Linked DNA regions of Mus musculus: region 1 is linked to region 2. A link is a contact called in public Hi-C data. All regions are on one chromosome and are shown on one strand. The core of a region is the stretch at or near the end of the contact, and the rest is flanking DNA. Distances in the headings are between cores, read along the strand shown. Region 1 has its middle 15 kb from the start of Prss35. Region 2 overlaps Me1 (malic enzyme 1, NADP(+)-dependent, cytosolic).

The links. Hi-C and Micro-C count contacts between places; a contact is called where the count stands out from the background.
Region 1: a contact with region 2 is called in a Hi-C map of brain, with 4 times the contacts expected there. The contact joins two enhancer-like sites. A contact is called at or near these places in 2 of 15 datasets of contacts at CTCF or cohesin (CD8 T cells and the NIH/3T3 cell line), 5 of 484 Hi-C or Micro-C datasets (brain, cochlea, differentiating embryonic stem cells and 2 more), 1 of 115 datasets of contacts at active chromatin or transcription factors (stem cell-derived neural progenitor cells) and 2 of 9 other capture datasets (adipose tissue and pancreatic islet).

The regions. Positions count from the first base shown.
Region 1 is chr9:86,724,935-86,731,333 of GRCm38.p6, forward strand. No RefSeq gene overlaps it. Among named protein-coding and RNA genes, the nearest start is that of Prss35, 15 kb to the right of the region's middle. Within about 2 kb of position 1,302, at least 32 of the 459 cell types and tissues checked have an H3K27ac peak or open chromatin away from gene starts, as enhancers often do. A contact at or near this core is called in brain, where this site is marked.
Region 2 is chr9:86,596,427-86,602,740 of GRCm38.p6, forward strand. It overlaps Me1 (malic enzyme 1, NADP(+)-dependent, cytosolic), which reads right to left. Exons shown (of 14, transcript NM_008615.2): 10 at 2,293-2,398. Among named protein-coding and RNA genes, the nearest start is that of Rwdd2a, 28 kb to the left of the region's middle. Within about 2 kb of position 3,730, at least 16 of the 459 cell types and tissues checked have an H3K27ac peak or open chromatin away from gene starts, as enhancers often do. A contact at or near this core is called in brain, where this site is marked.

The DNA of each region.
Region 1 (6,399 bases), core at 52-2,551, 130 kb after region 2:
CAATTCTAAGGAGGGGCACAGTGTCCACACTTCAGTCTTCGTTCTACACCCAGCTTTTTTACATGAGTGTTGGGAACTTGAACTCGGGTCCTCATGCTTCCGTAGCGAGCAATCTTGCTGAGAGGCCCATCCCCTCCTGTTTGTGTTTTGATTTCTGTAAATTAGACTTGACTCATGCTTGTTATCTTAGCCATTATTGCTTTTTGAGACTGAGTCTCACATATCTCTGGCCAGCCTTGAACTTGCTAAATACCTCAGAATGACCTTGAAGTCCTGATCTTCTGGCCTCTTCCCCGAAACTGTTAGAACTGGCATTTCGAGTCACCACACCCAGTGTATTTGACGCTGGCGATCAAATACAGAGCCTTAGGAATGCCAGGTAAGCAAGCACTCTACTGACTGAGCTACATCCCCAGCCCTTGGTTACTTTAAAGAATACAGTTCAAAATATTAAGTTCATCCTTAATGGGTATAACTAGTCTCTGGAACTTTTCTCATCTTGAAAACTGAGATTCTTGTATCCCATTGTATTCTCCCCTCCCATCTCACCCCCTCTCTTTCAGCCTTGGCCGCCTCCATTCTGTTTCTGCCTTTATAAATCTGGCTTTTCTGAGGACCTCATGTGGATATAATCATACAATATATTTTTCTCTGTGTTATTGGCTTATTTCACTTAGAGTGTGTTTGCTTCCTGCTTGTTTATGAGCAACTTGGCTTGGGGTTCTCAACAGGAAGAGAGAGCATGGTTCCTCGAGGAAGGGGGTAAGAGTTCTGGTTGTCATAATAAAGACACTGTTACCAGCATTTAATAGGCAGGTACTAGGAAGGCTGCACAAGCTGCAGAGTGAGGGTTGGTCCCACAGGGCAAAGGACTCTCCTGCTCAGATAGCAGCCATGAAGACGGCAGAAACTACACATTGGCAGGCTCTTTGTCTGTAAACTAAGCATTTGGGCTAGATGGATTACAGTTTTTCTCCGAGCTCTAAGAATCCTTTGTTCTATCACTTCCCTTAAAATGACTTAGACGCATCGTGTTGCTCTCTTCCCCTCTCTCTAATTACAGCTTTTTGTGAGCCCAAGTCATTTTCATCTAGACAATCCAATGGGACCAGTCACAGAGATTAACCATAAATCCATATCACTCCTTGTTAAATATAACTTGCCTGCTTGGGTTAAAACTCACAGCGCTCTTTAGTCAATTATGAGGCTGATAAATAAAGCAGTCTGGAAGCAGTCAGCAAAGGCTTTCTGTCTAGTAATTAAAGGCTACCATTGTGCTGTCAGATTTTAGCTGAATGGCTCCCTCCCTACTCTCACATGCAGCTGAAGAACCTTCTGGGTAAGCATAAAAACAGGGACACTGTGGGAAATGTAGTTCTCTTGAAGCCATTTTTTTCTACTGTCGCTAAAGAGAAAACCCCACTGGGGGCCCTTGGGGAGTCATAAGCAAGGCTGGCAGAAGCCATTGAGAATTGGTTCCCTAGAGAAATGAATTAAGCACACTCCTCTTGTGAGTGGAATAACCGTCGAAAAGGAAAACCTGAATTCATTGGTACTTATTCCATTGTACTCCTCTCAGGACAAAGAAGAGTATGCATCAACCATGTGAACTTCCTGGATGAAAGGCTGGGTCCCTGTATACAGTGTAACTGGGATTTTCCACGGAGCTATCCTCGATACATACTACAAGTTAAGGAACCAAGGGCTGGGGAGATGGTTTAGTGTGTGGATTCTTTGCTGCATAAGCAGGAAGATCTAAGCTCAGGCCCGGGCACACATATGAAAATACAGGTCCAAAATTGATGGTAAGACAATTGCTGAAGATAATGCTTGCATAGCTCTTGAACACGGAGAAATTGAGCTGGTGCCTCACCAGAGTCTAACTTCACCCCTCCTGACTAATGTTCATGCTGCTGGAAGGTCACCAGAGGAGAAAGGGAAACACCATCAAGTTACAAACCTTGTGATCTACAATGTGACCTGCCTGCATGACACAATGGTATGATAGTGGCACAAAAGTTGTAGAAGAAACCAACCATTATCTGATTGGACTTAAGACCTATCCCATGGAGATGAATCTCATGCTTGACATTACTTGGGTGGCCAAGAATCTAAGATTAGATAGACGATAGACCTAGGGTAAAACCAAATACTATTGTTCTGCTAAAGGAACATAGCAATAATAATGACTCCTAATTACATTCTGCTATATCATAGATCCGTGTCTTACTCGGTCATCACTAGGGATGCTTTTTCCTGCAGGAGATGGGAAAAAAATACAGAGACCCATAACTGGACAGAGAGTGAGAGACTTTGAAACAGTCCGAAATGGGATGTCTTCATCCAACCCATCACCACAGAGCTCAGGGAACTATGGAGAAGAGAAGGCAGAAAGAATGTCCGAGTAAGAGGAGGTGGATGACACTGGAGAAAATGTCTTCCAGACACAACACGACTGATGTACATATGAACTCACAGACTGCGGCTGCACACACAGGGCCTGCACAGGAATAAGTCAGACAAGGTCCCAGTGCTGAAAGGAGGAAGAGGACATGACTCCTATCCCTAACCAAGAAGCTGTCTCCAACTGATAACTTTGTGCAAAGAATTAGTTTTCTCCAATGGAGTCCCACTAGGCATATAAACCACGTTTAAGAGTAGGCCCCCATGCCCCACAAAATGACTCACACAAAATAAAACTCAGTGGTATTTCTTCCCTCATCTTGCTTTCTTTGGGCATTTTAAAAATCATTGTATTCTATGTGCATGTTTTACCTGCTTGTGTGTCTGTGCACCATGTATGTCTCTATGTGTCTGGTGTCTGTTGAGGCCAGAGGTGGTGTCTGATCCCATGGAACTGGAGCTAACAGACGATTGTGAACCATGCTTTGATGTTCTTAACCACTGAGCCATCGCTCCAGCACCATGTTTGGGCATTTTTTTTTTATCTTACTGATTTTTTGCTTGTATATTATGGTTTTCCAATATTGTGCTTTAATGGGCTTTGTTTGTGTGTGTGTGTGTGTGTGTGTGTGTGTCTGTGTGTCTGTGTGTCTGTGTGTGTCTGTGTGTGTCTGTGTATGCAAGTGTCTCTTGGTTTGCTTTGTTTTGTTTTGTTTTGTTTTGTTTGTTTTGATAGATAGCAAGGATCCAGGAGCAAATGGAAAGGTGGGAACCATGATCATATTTAATGAAAAAAATATTTTCAATTAAAAAAAAAGACAGGTGTGCATTGAATACTCAGAGCTGTGAGGTGAAGAGAAGAGGATTCTAGGACCTTGTCTAATTGCTGAGCTCCAGTGAGAGACCTTGTCTCAAAAAATAAGGTGGAAAGGACCTTCATAAGAGCCCCATCCAGCCCATCCACCCATCCGCCCGCCCCCATAGTCAAGTGTTAAGAAATTCAGTCAAAGCTAGCAATCCTCTTGATCAACACAGGAAAGGAGAAAGCAATTCCTGAGGCCTCTGTTTCCTAAGATTATTGTTCTGTGTAGCAATACCTGGCAGGGCACCATCGGCTCTGTCCTCCAGCTTCGGGAATTAATGGCGTAGATGAAAACAGTTTCTTTTGAGAGTTGGCAATCGCAACCTTTCTCTGTTTACAGTGGTTAGGGGATGGCTACTTCGTTAAGCCAGCATAAGACCCAATACGGTAGGCAGAGTGCAGCCCAGCCTGGGCCTTAGGCTCTAAGTTAATCAACAGCATAGCTTGGGCGGTGACCCTCACAGAGTCCTGATAACAGTATAAAAGTGGCCTTTCAGGAAGCTGGAAAAGAAGTTAGTTTACAAAGGCAGTTACAAACTAGAAATGCTTGCTTTAACATAAAATACACACATGCACATGAATTGCCGGCCCCTTATTAAAATCTTTTCTTTGAATCTGCTCTTTTCTAGGGAAATTCTATGACCACATTTTTGTATAATTGCAATCTATAATTGGTTTGTTATAGTATCTGCTTCTTGGCCTTTGTGGTATCAGAAGTCAATCCTAGGTTCCTGGGCATGCGGGGTAAGCACTTGATCATTGAGCTGCAAAACACACTGAGGATTAAAGGTATCTGTATGAAATAACCTTGGTACAGAACCCTGGCTTTCTACTTTCTGTTTTCTAGTCTTTTCTAGTTGTCAGCTGTTTTGACAATTTTTTTTAATCATTCCAAATAATTGTTCAGTTTTCACAAGAACAATAACTTCTTTTGTTTTCATATTTATATTTACCCTAGTTAGTCAAGGTTAAATTGCATAACTATAATAACAGGTTTAACTTGAACGAGTCTAGCAGTCAACATGGCTGACTCTTGATAAGCTTGTGGCTCAGCATGTGGGAACAGTTGTGTGGGCAGCTCAGGAGCTGTCAACTCCTTGGTGCCTATCTATGCCTTTTGAAGGGACAATGGGGAGCACCCACCACCCTGGTGAACCAGTTAAGTGGAGATACTTAAGTAGCTAGCTAGTATGGACAGAGTGATAGGTCCTTGCAAAATTGATACACAGCAAGAAATTCACCCTTCTGGGTGCTGCCAGTCACTTCTGGGCTTGCTGGCACAAACGTCTGTAATCCCAGTATACAGGAGGATACTAGAAACAGAAGGACCAGGAGTTCCAGGCCAGCCTTAGCTACCTGAGATACTATAAACAAACCAAGCACAGGCTTTGAGTTTTGAAGATTTGGGATTTTATGAGGCAGCTTTTAAGGACATTATGTTCTGGAAGACTAGTTCAAACAGCACACATTATACAATGTCAAGGTCTTCCAGTGCTGTATGTAACAGGAGAATATGCTTTCCTAACTCTGGACATTTTCACTGAGTTTAGTATTTACTATGTGCCAAGAGGCATGCTTGCCTGGAGACACTAAGAGAACTGTTCATTTCTAGAGAAAATTTTCTCCTTTAAAATATCTACAAGAATATATAATTTTTGGTGAATTTTAAATATGGGTGGGACACAGTGTGGAAATTTGAACCATCCTAATCCGATGGATGGTAGCCAGTCTTAGTGAGAACAAACTTCGTGGAGTTATTTCTCAAGTTCTCCCCAGCGGTGGTTTCATCATGGCACAAAGCAAACCCCTGGCTGATCATAATCCACACACATGCACAGGCTTGCATCATACCTGTGTGTCATGAGTCCAAGTCACAGTAATCAAAGAAAACCATGCAGTCTGCCCAAGACCTCTCATAAAACAGCTCTTCCCTGTGCCCTTCCAAAGTTTAGACACATTACCAGAAAGGGGGTGGATGTTTCCTTAAGATGTTAGTTAATGGATGGGGGGGGGCTGTAATTAGGGAGGGAGGAGGAAAACACAGAAGAAAGAGGGAGGAGATAAAATTACGGTAAGTATGGAAAAGTCTTAAGAAGTCATAGTATTCATTATCTACCTATAAATACATGGAAGCCATTGTATAGACATATATAGTTTAAATGAGAATTTCCCATCTCGACTAACAATGCTCCCCCCAAGAGCAAAAGACCAGTAACAAAACCCCCAACACCAAGAATAAGAAGCCCTCTTTTGAGTTGTTGATCAGATCCAAAAGTCTCCCAAAACATTACAGGCTACGCTATTGCCCTTGGTTGTCCCTCAGAAGTAGAAGGTAAGTGCCTATTGCTAAACACAGCAGGTACTTCAGACATAGGGGTCAGAGGCCTATGAGCTGGAACTGACCTAAAAATAAATCTCCTCCTCCTCCTCCTCCTCCTCCTCCTCCTCCTCCTCCTCCTCCTCCTCCTCTTCCTCCTCCTCCTCAAGGAAAGGCTCCATGTGAACTTCCAAATGAGGGAAGCAACCAACAGTCCTATTATACCATGATGCCTATGACCCATAACCCCCACCACGGTGTGATAACCCTAAGGGGTGCCGTAGTGACATTCACACCTTGGCAGTAACCAACAGCTTTCTAATTGAACTGAAGACCTACTCAACAAGAGGAAAACCATGCCTAGTACTAGAAACCTAGGCAATTATGCAAACCCAAGGCTAGTGAAGCCATGGATCTAGGAGGAGAACAAACCCTAAACTAGTTTATCCCCTAACTACATTCTAAACATTTATTCTTATACCCACAGATAAGGGGTACAGCCCTCACCCCTCATCAAGGGTAAGATCTTTGCATCAGAGACCAATATAGGAAACCACAACGAATCAAAATGTAGAGTTGTGGAGCTCAGACCCAATGGATACACCTACAACACAGCTCCAGCACCTATGGCTCAGGGAACGTAGGATGAGGGAGTAGAAAGATTGTAAGAGGCAGAATATCAGGAAGTTTGCTTTGAGATTTCGGTCTTCTAGTAGTGTCAGGACTCAAACTCATATATTCTCACCAGCATAACTGCCTAAACATGACCTGAGCAAGAATAACTATAGATGTGCTAAAGTGGATGAGGGAAAGCCCA
Region 2 (6,314 bases), core at 2,480-4,979:
CAGAAGTCCTAGTCAGTCATTAGGAACTGTGGTTACAAGTGTTTCTATCAGGAAATTAAACCATGTCTGATACATTCTCTCTAAGCAATTTTGAGTAGACCATGGTAACTGTGTCTTTATAAAGCGACATTAGCTATCACCTCATTCCACTGTGAAGCTGAAATAACCACTCGCTGGAAGCAGAATAAAGCAACTAACAAACTAACGTAAGAAAGGTAAAAGGTCTAAGTTAACTGAAGAACACACTGTATAAGACAACCCTGAAGGCTTGTGAAGTTCTTTGTGATTCTGGATCCTCATCCCTGACATTATCAACTACTGCACAAGTGCTACTAAGATTACACTATGATTGAAAAGTAGACAGACACACACAGAAAGGGAACAAACTCATAGCTTTCTTCAAGATTTGAAGCACAGAATTTGCACACATCTGTTCTGCTTTTCTAAAGCAGGGTCTCAGACAGCTCAGGCTGAGCTCCTGTCCTGTGTTCCTGTCCTGTCCTGTCCTCCTGTCCTGTGCTCCTGTCCTGTCCTCCTGTCCTGTCCTGTCCTGCCCTCCTGTCCTGTCCTCCTGTTCTGTCCTGTCCTGTCCTCCTGTCCTGTCCTGTCCTCCTGTCCTGTGCTCCTGTCCTGTGCTCCTGTCCTGTCCTGTCCTCCTGTCCTGTGCTCCTGTCCTGTCCTCCTGTCCTCCTGTCCTGTCCTGTCCTGTCCTGTCCTCCTGTCCTGTCCTGTCCTGTCCTCCTGTCCTGTCCTCCTGTCCTGTCCTCCTGTCCTGTCCTTCTGTCCTCCTGTCATGTCCTGCCCTCCTGTCCTGTCCTCCTGTCCTGTCCTCCTGTCCTGTCCTGTCCTCCTGTCCTGTCCTGTCCTCCTGTCCTGCCCTCCTGTCCTGTCCTCCTGTCCTGTCCTGTCCTCCTGTCCTGTCCTCCTGTCCTGTCCTGTCCTGTCCTGTCCTGTCCTGTACTCCTGTCCTGTCCTGTCCTCCTGTCCTGTCCTGTCCTCCTGTCCTGTCCTGTCCTCCTGTCCTGTCCTCCTGTCCTGTCCTGTACTCCTGTCCTGTCCTCCTGTCCTGTCCTGTCCTCCTGTCCTGTCCTGTCCTGTCCTCCTGTCCTGTCCTGACCTCCTGTCCTGTGCTCCTGTCCTGTCCTGTCCTCCTGTCCTGTCCTGTCCTGTCCTGTGCTCCTGTCTGGACTTCCCAAAGCTGGGATGGGATGGGAGGAGTGCACAACACCCACAGCTACACACTACACACTGTACTGTGCACACAAAGGCACAGCATGCACAGCTACACACTACACACCTTACTGTGCACACAAAGGCACAGCACGCACAGCTACACACTACACACCGTACTGTGCACACAAAGGCACAGCACGCACAGCTACACACTACACACTGTACTGTGCACACAAAGGCACAGCACGCACAGCTACACACTACACACCGTACTGTGCACACAAAGGCACAGCACGCACAGCTACACACTACACACCGTACTGTGCACACAAAGGCACAGCATGCACAGCTACACACTACACACCGTACTGTGCACACAAAGGCACAGCATGCACAGCTACACACTACACACCGTACTGTGCACACAAAGGCACAGCATGCACAGCTACACACTACACACTGTACTGTGCACACAAAGAACCACTAGAGAATCTGAGGAAGAATGGAATGATATGGGAAGTGCAAGCCCTGTCTTCTAGGAAGACAGAGCCCCTGGATCTCAGCGTGAGTGGTATATTGTGGGCATGGCTCCTCATGGCATAGCTAGTAAACTGTGGCCTCATGGCAAGGCTGTCCTGTACACCACAGGACTTTTTACCACCATCACAGACATCTACCCATTACAGTTGGCCTTTCCTTTCCTCTCCTCCCCCCTCCCTCTCCCCCTCCCCTCCCTCCACCCCCTCTCCTCTCCTTTCCTTTCTCCACAATCCCCTTCACACTGAAGACAACTAAAACCCATGTCTAGGCACAGCCCAGTGTTCTGGGGGTGAGTTTCCTGCACACTCGAGAGGGCTGTCTACTGTGTAATGAAGCCCGAGAGCTGAATGTGGCAGGTGTCAGCAGGTTCACCCAGCACAGGGCCACACACTGGCTCTGTATGTGTATACCGGAATATACACTAGGAAGGCAGAACTGAATTACACCTCAGTGCCTACGAGAACCCTGCTACTTGAGTGTGTCCATTTCCTTTCTGGATTCCAAAGGTTTATAAATTTTAAAAAGCAAAACAATGCTAAATAGGTCAAATTAAAGGAACAAGAGTAGAAAAACATTTACCTATGAGGGCAGTTGGTTTTATCTTTTGAACAATGGCTTCCAGATTCTTCATTTCTTCATGTTCATGGGCAAACACCTCTTTCTCTTCTGTGAGAGATGCACGACCCTGAGAAATGCAAATGGAAAGTCAAATTATTGCAGCTGCGTGGGCCAAAGGCACAGCTAACGTTACATTCATCGTCCTGTGTCTATGTATGCCATCTATTTGTGAAGCCCTCGTCCAATGGCCACCATATTACTTCACTTGTCCCCTCTGGTCTCTCAAGACAGGGTTTCCCTGGATAGCCATGACTGTGCTGGAACTCACTCTGTAGACCAGGCTGGCTTCAAAATCACAGAGATCTGCCTGCCTGTCTTCTTATAGCTGGGATTAAAGGCACACACTACCGTGGCCAGCTTCTCTTGTCCTTTCAACAAATATTCACGTGGAGGATGGTGTCCCACAATGCAAATCCAATGAGAGTTTTGAGATAGAGGCCACGCATGGTAATTGTTATTTTACACACAAGGACACAAGTTTAGAGACTTGGAGTGCTCCAACTTCTGACAGGCATTGTCTAAAGCTGCCTTTCACTACAGCACACAACTGCCCAGCAGTTTTCCAAATACTGGATGCCAGACTGAATGCAAACTGTCAGGCCTGAAGCTGGTGCAATCTCCTTGATTTAAAGTGTGTGTGTGTGTGTGTGTGTGTGTGTGTGTGTGTGTGTGTGTGTGTGTGCGCGCATAGTCATCGGTATGAGCTTATGCACAGAGTATGAACTAATAATGTTCTATGTATAGAGAGGTCAGAGACAGTGTTGGCTGCTGGTCCTCATATTCTACCTTGTTTAAGACAGTCCTGCTTCACCACTGTGTACCCCATAAATCAGATTAGCTGACTGGAGGCTTCTAGGAAATCTGTTTCCACTTCCCATCTTGCTGTATGAGTTGTTAGAATTACAAACATGTGCTTTATGTGGGTTGTGGGGGTTTGAACTCAGGTCCTCATGATTGTGTGGCAAGCCCTTTACCCACTGAGCCATCTCTGAAGCCTAATTTTATTTCCTTTTAAAAGCAATACAGAATCCTAGAAAATCTAAAGCAGATGAACTCTTTCTTCTTGTTTCCCTCTCTGTAAACAAGTAGGGCCGGAGCCTGCACCTCATCAAGTCACAGGGGCTAAAGACAGGATGGAAACACGGGAAGGAGGCACTGGGAGCGTTATCAGCTGAGATAAACCCTTCTGTGAAGAGGCCAGAGCTTTCATTCCAAGCCGTTGTAATTTTGGAACATTTTATCCGAGCCTGCTACAAACTGCTATTGGTGTGCCACTGCTTTGCAATATAAATGTGACATTAGATTGGGTGACTTCCCAAAGAGAGAGTACACCACTGGTCACTGCTGTATTCCAGGAAGCTTCCTCCTCCTTCCCGCTCCTGTATCAGCCCGTGCTACATCTCAGACACCATGAAAACAAACCTCCTTTGTTCATTTACAATCAAGCCTGAAGCTCCCAGTTCACACACTGCAGGAGGGAACAGCAGCAACAGCAAGTCCGATAGTTCACCCATAGTCTTATTCATCATGTTCACTTGAAAAATTACTCCGATTTCTACTTTCATCAGGAAATACCAAGTTGTTCATAAAACTATGTAGTTAGTGTGTTTTATGGTTAATGTTAAATCTAAATGAACTTGATCAACAGAAACGTCTTTGGTAGTGGAGACAGAGTCCAGAGCTTCACACACCTGAGACAATGTTTTAGGTACTAAAAAGTGTCACTGTCAAATGATCCCAGTCTTTCTTCCTATTTATGAACAGACCGCCTCTTTCCTTCCACTAACGCAAGGTGACCTCAGTAGCACTGCTGAGTTAGGTCTCCAACCCACACATTAGCTTCAGACTGACAGCGAGTGCACAGACTAGTTCCACACATTTCTTTTGTGTTTGTAGCAAGATTTTAAATTGCTTTTTAATAACATTAAAAACCCTTGACAATACTGAAAATGTTACAGTTCTTATAAAATGTGGGGTCCTTTGGGCTTCTCCTATTGACTGCTCGCTCTCAAGCACCTTTAACTGTACAGGTTTATTTCATTTGCATAGCTCCATCACAAGCATTAGGTAGTATACTGGCATGGAAAGGATGAGTGAGCCGAATGACAAGGTTTTAGGAAAAGGGCGACATTTGGTATAGCAAAGAACGTCTCTCGGAGAAGTTAGAGACATAGTGAATGCAATCATCCCCAGTTCCCTGTCCTCCTGTCCTGAGTCTGTGCTCTCCGCTATGTGACTCCGCGGATCCGTCCCCCAAAAGTAGATGATATCAATGCTTTTTTAGCTCAATGAACCCATCCCTGGTTAAAAGTAATTCTTATTACACCTAACTGTGAAACAGCATAGCTTCTCCCAGCCTGCATCCAATGTGCTCAGAATCTGAGCACAACGTGCACCTTCTAACAAAGGCAACATCCAAGACTGTACTCCAGGGGAGAGCACTATTCTGGATCAAAACAGTGAAAGATCCTAAGGGGAGCCATCAAGTTGGGGCGAGTCTTTCCCAGGCCTGTGTATTTGGACTGGAATATACAGCTGCCCCCTGGGTCTTAAGAAGAACTAGCATACCCACCTGTCCCCGGGTAACCTTGCCACTTCTTGTGGTCTGCTGCTGGGTACCATCATGGGACAGTACGAGGCAGATGTGGACCCACGTTGCAGAAGTTAAGAACCACATAGCAAACAGTACCAGTGCTGTCCACTCTGACTCAGACAGGTGTGAAAAGAAACCACTGTTGTGTTTCATCAAGATGTTGCAATTAAGCTGGGCAGTGGTGGCGCACCCCTTTAATCCCAGCACTTGGGAGGCAGAGGCAGGCAGATTTCTGAGTTCGAGGACAACCTGGTTTACAGAGTGAGTTCCAGGACAGCCAGGGCTATACAGAGAAACCCTGTCTCAAAAAAAAATCAAAATTAATTAATTAATTAATTAAAAAGATGCCACAATTACTGAGAATACAGCATTAGGCTACAACAGCAGCTTTAATACTGACTCTGTATGTTGCCATTTTTTAACCTAATGTTACTCCTTCTGACTTTAGGAACAGACAGCTCCTCTTAGTTTAATAAAAATCAATGTTTTTGCAATTGCTCTTCCTCCTCGGCTTCCTTACTGGTTGGTGGCAAAAATCATCTTGCCTTATTAGAAAGAGAAAAGTAATTCTTGTCATGAAAAACAGCAACAAGAACAAAATTTGGAATCTTTGGTAGTTACAGTTTTTAATATCTAAACCATTTTTGAACAATTTCTGAAAACAGAGTGAACTAAAATTTATGGTTAGTTTGAGTCTTACACAGTAAAATTTCCAGAAGAGATACCAAATAAAATTCTGGCTCGGGAAGACATATATCCTGGGAACAGTAACTCAGCTGCAAGCATTCTAAACATGAATACAATTTTGGCTTACTATTTTTCTCCACAGAAATGCACCCATGGTTGCAGTTGTAAAAAGCAAGAAACTCGCCTATGTTCTGTGGCCCTAAAAGACAAATGCTACAGAACTCCACATAGCTCTCAACCTGACCTCTATACTCAAGGTCAAAGGTCACTGTAAAATGGAAATATTAAAATGTTTAGGAAAGTGTTTAGATGTTGTACTTAAATACTTATTGACTTATTACCTATTTACTTACTTAGTGAAGAGCTGGGGTTGGATCCCAGGGCCTTAAGATGGTGGGGAAATGCTACACCTTGACATTGTAGCCCACACCTAGGCTACATCACTTTATGTCCAAATATCGGAAACCTTCCCATGAGGTGCTAGGAATTCTAACTGTCTGTCAACACTCATTCTCCTGGGCCTTGGGTTGTTTTGTTTTTACAGTTTGTTTGTGTTTCTCATTTTTAATGACAGCATTTCCATTTAGTCTGTAATGTATACTGGCTTTACCTTCCCGTACAGGCTGCACTCACAAGTTTCTTTGCATCCAGGAGTAACATCAGTACCTTCTGGACAGATGGAAGGATGGAAACCGCTCCATTA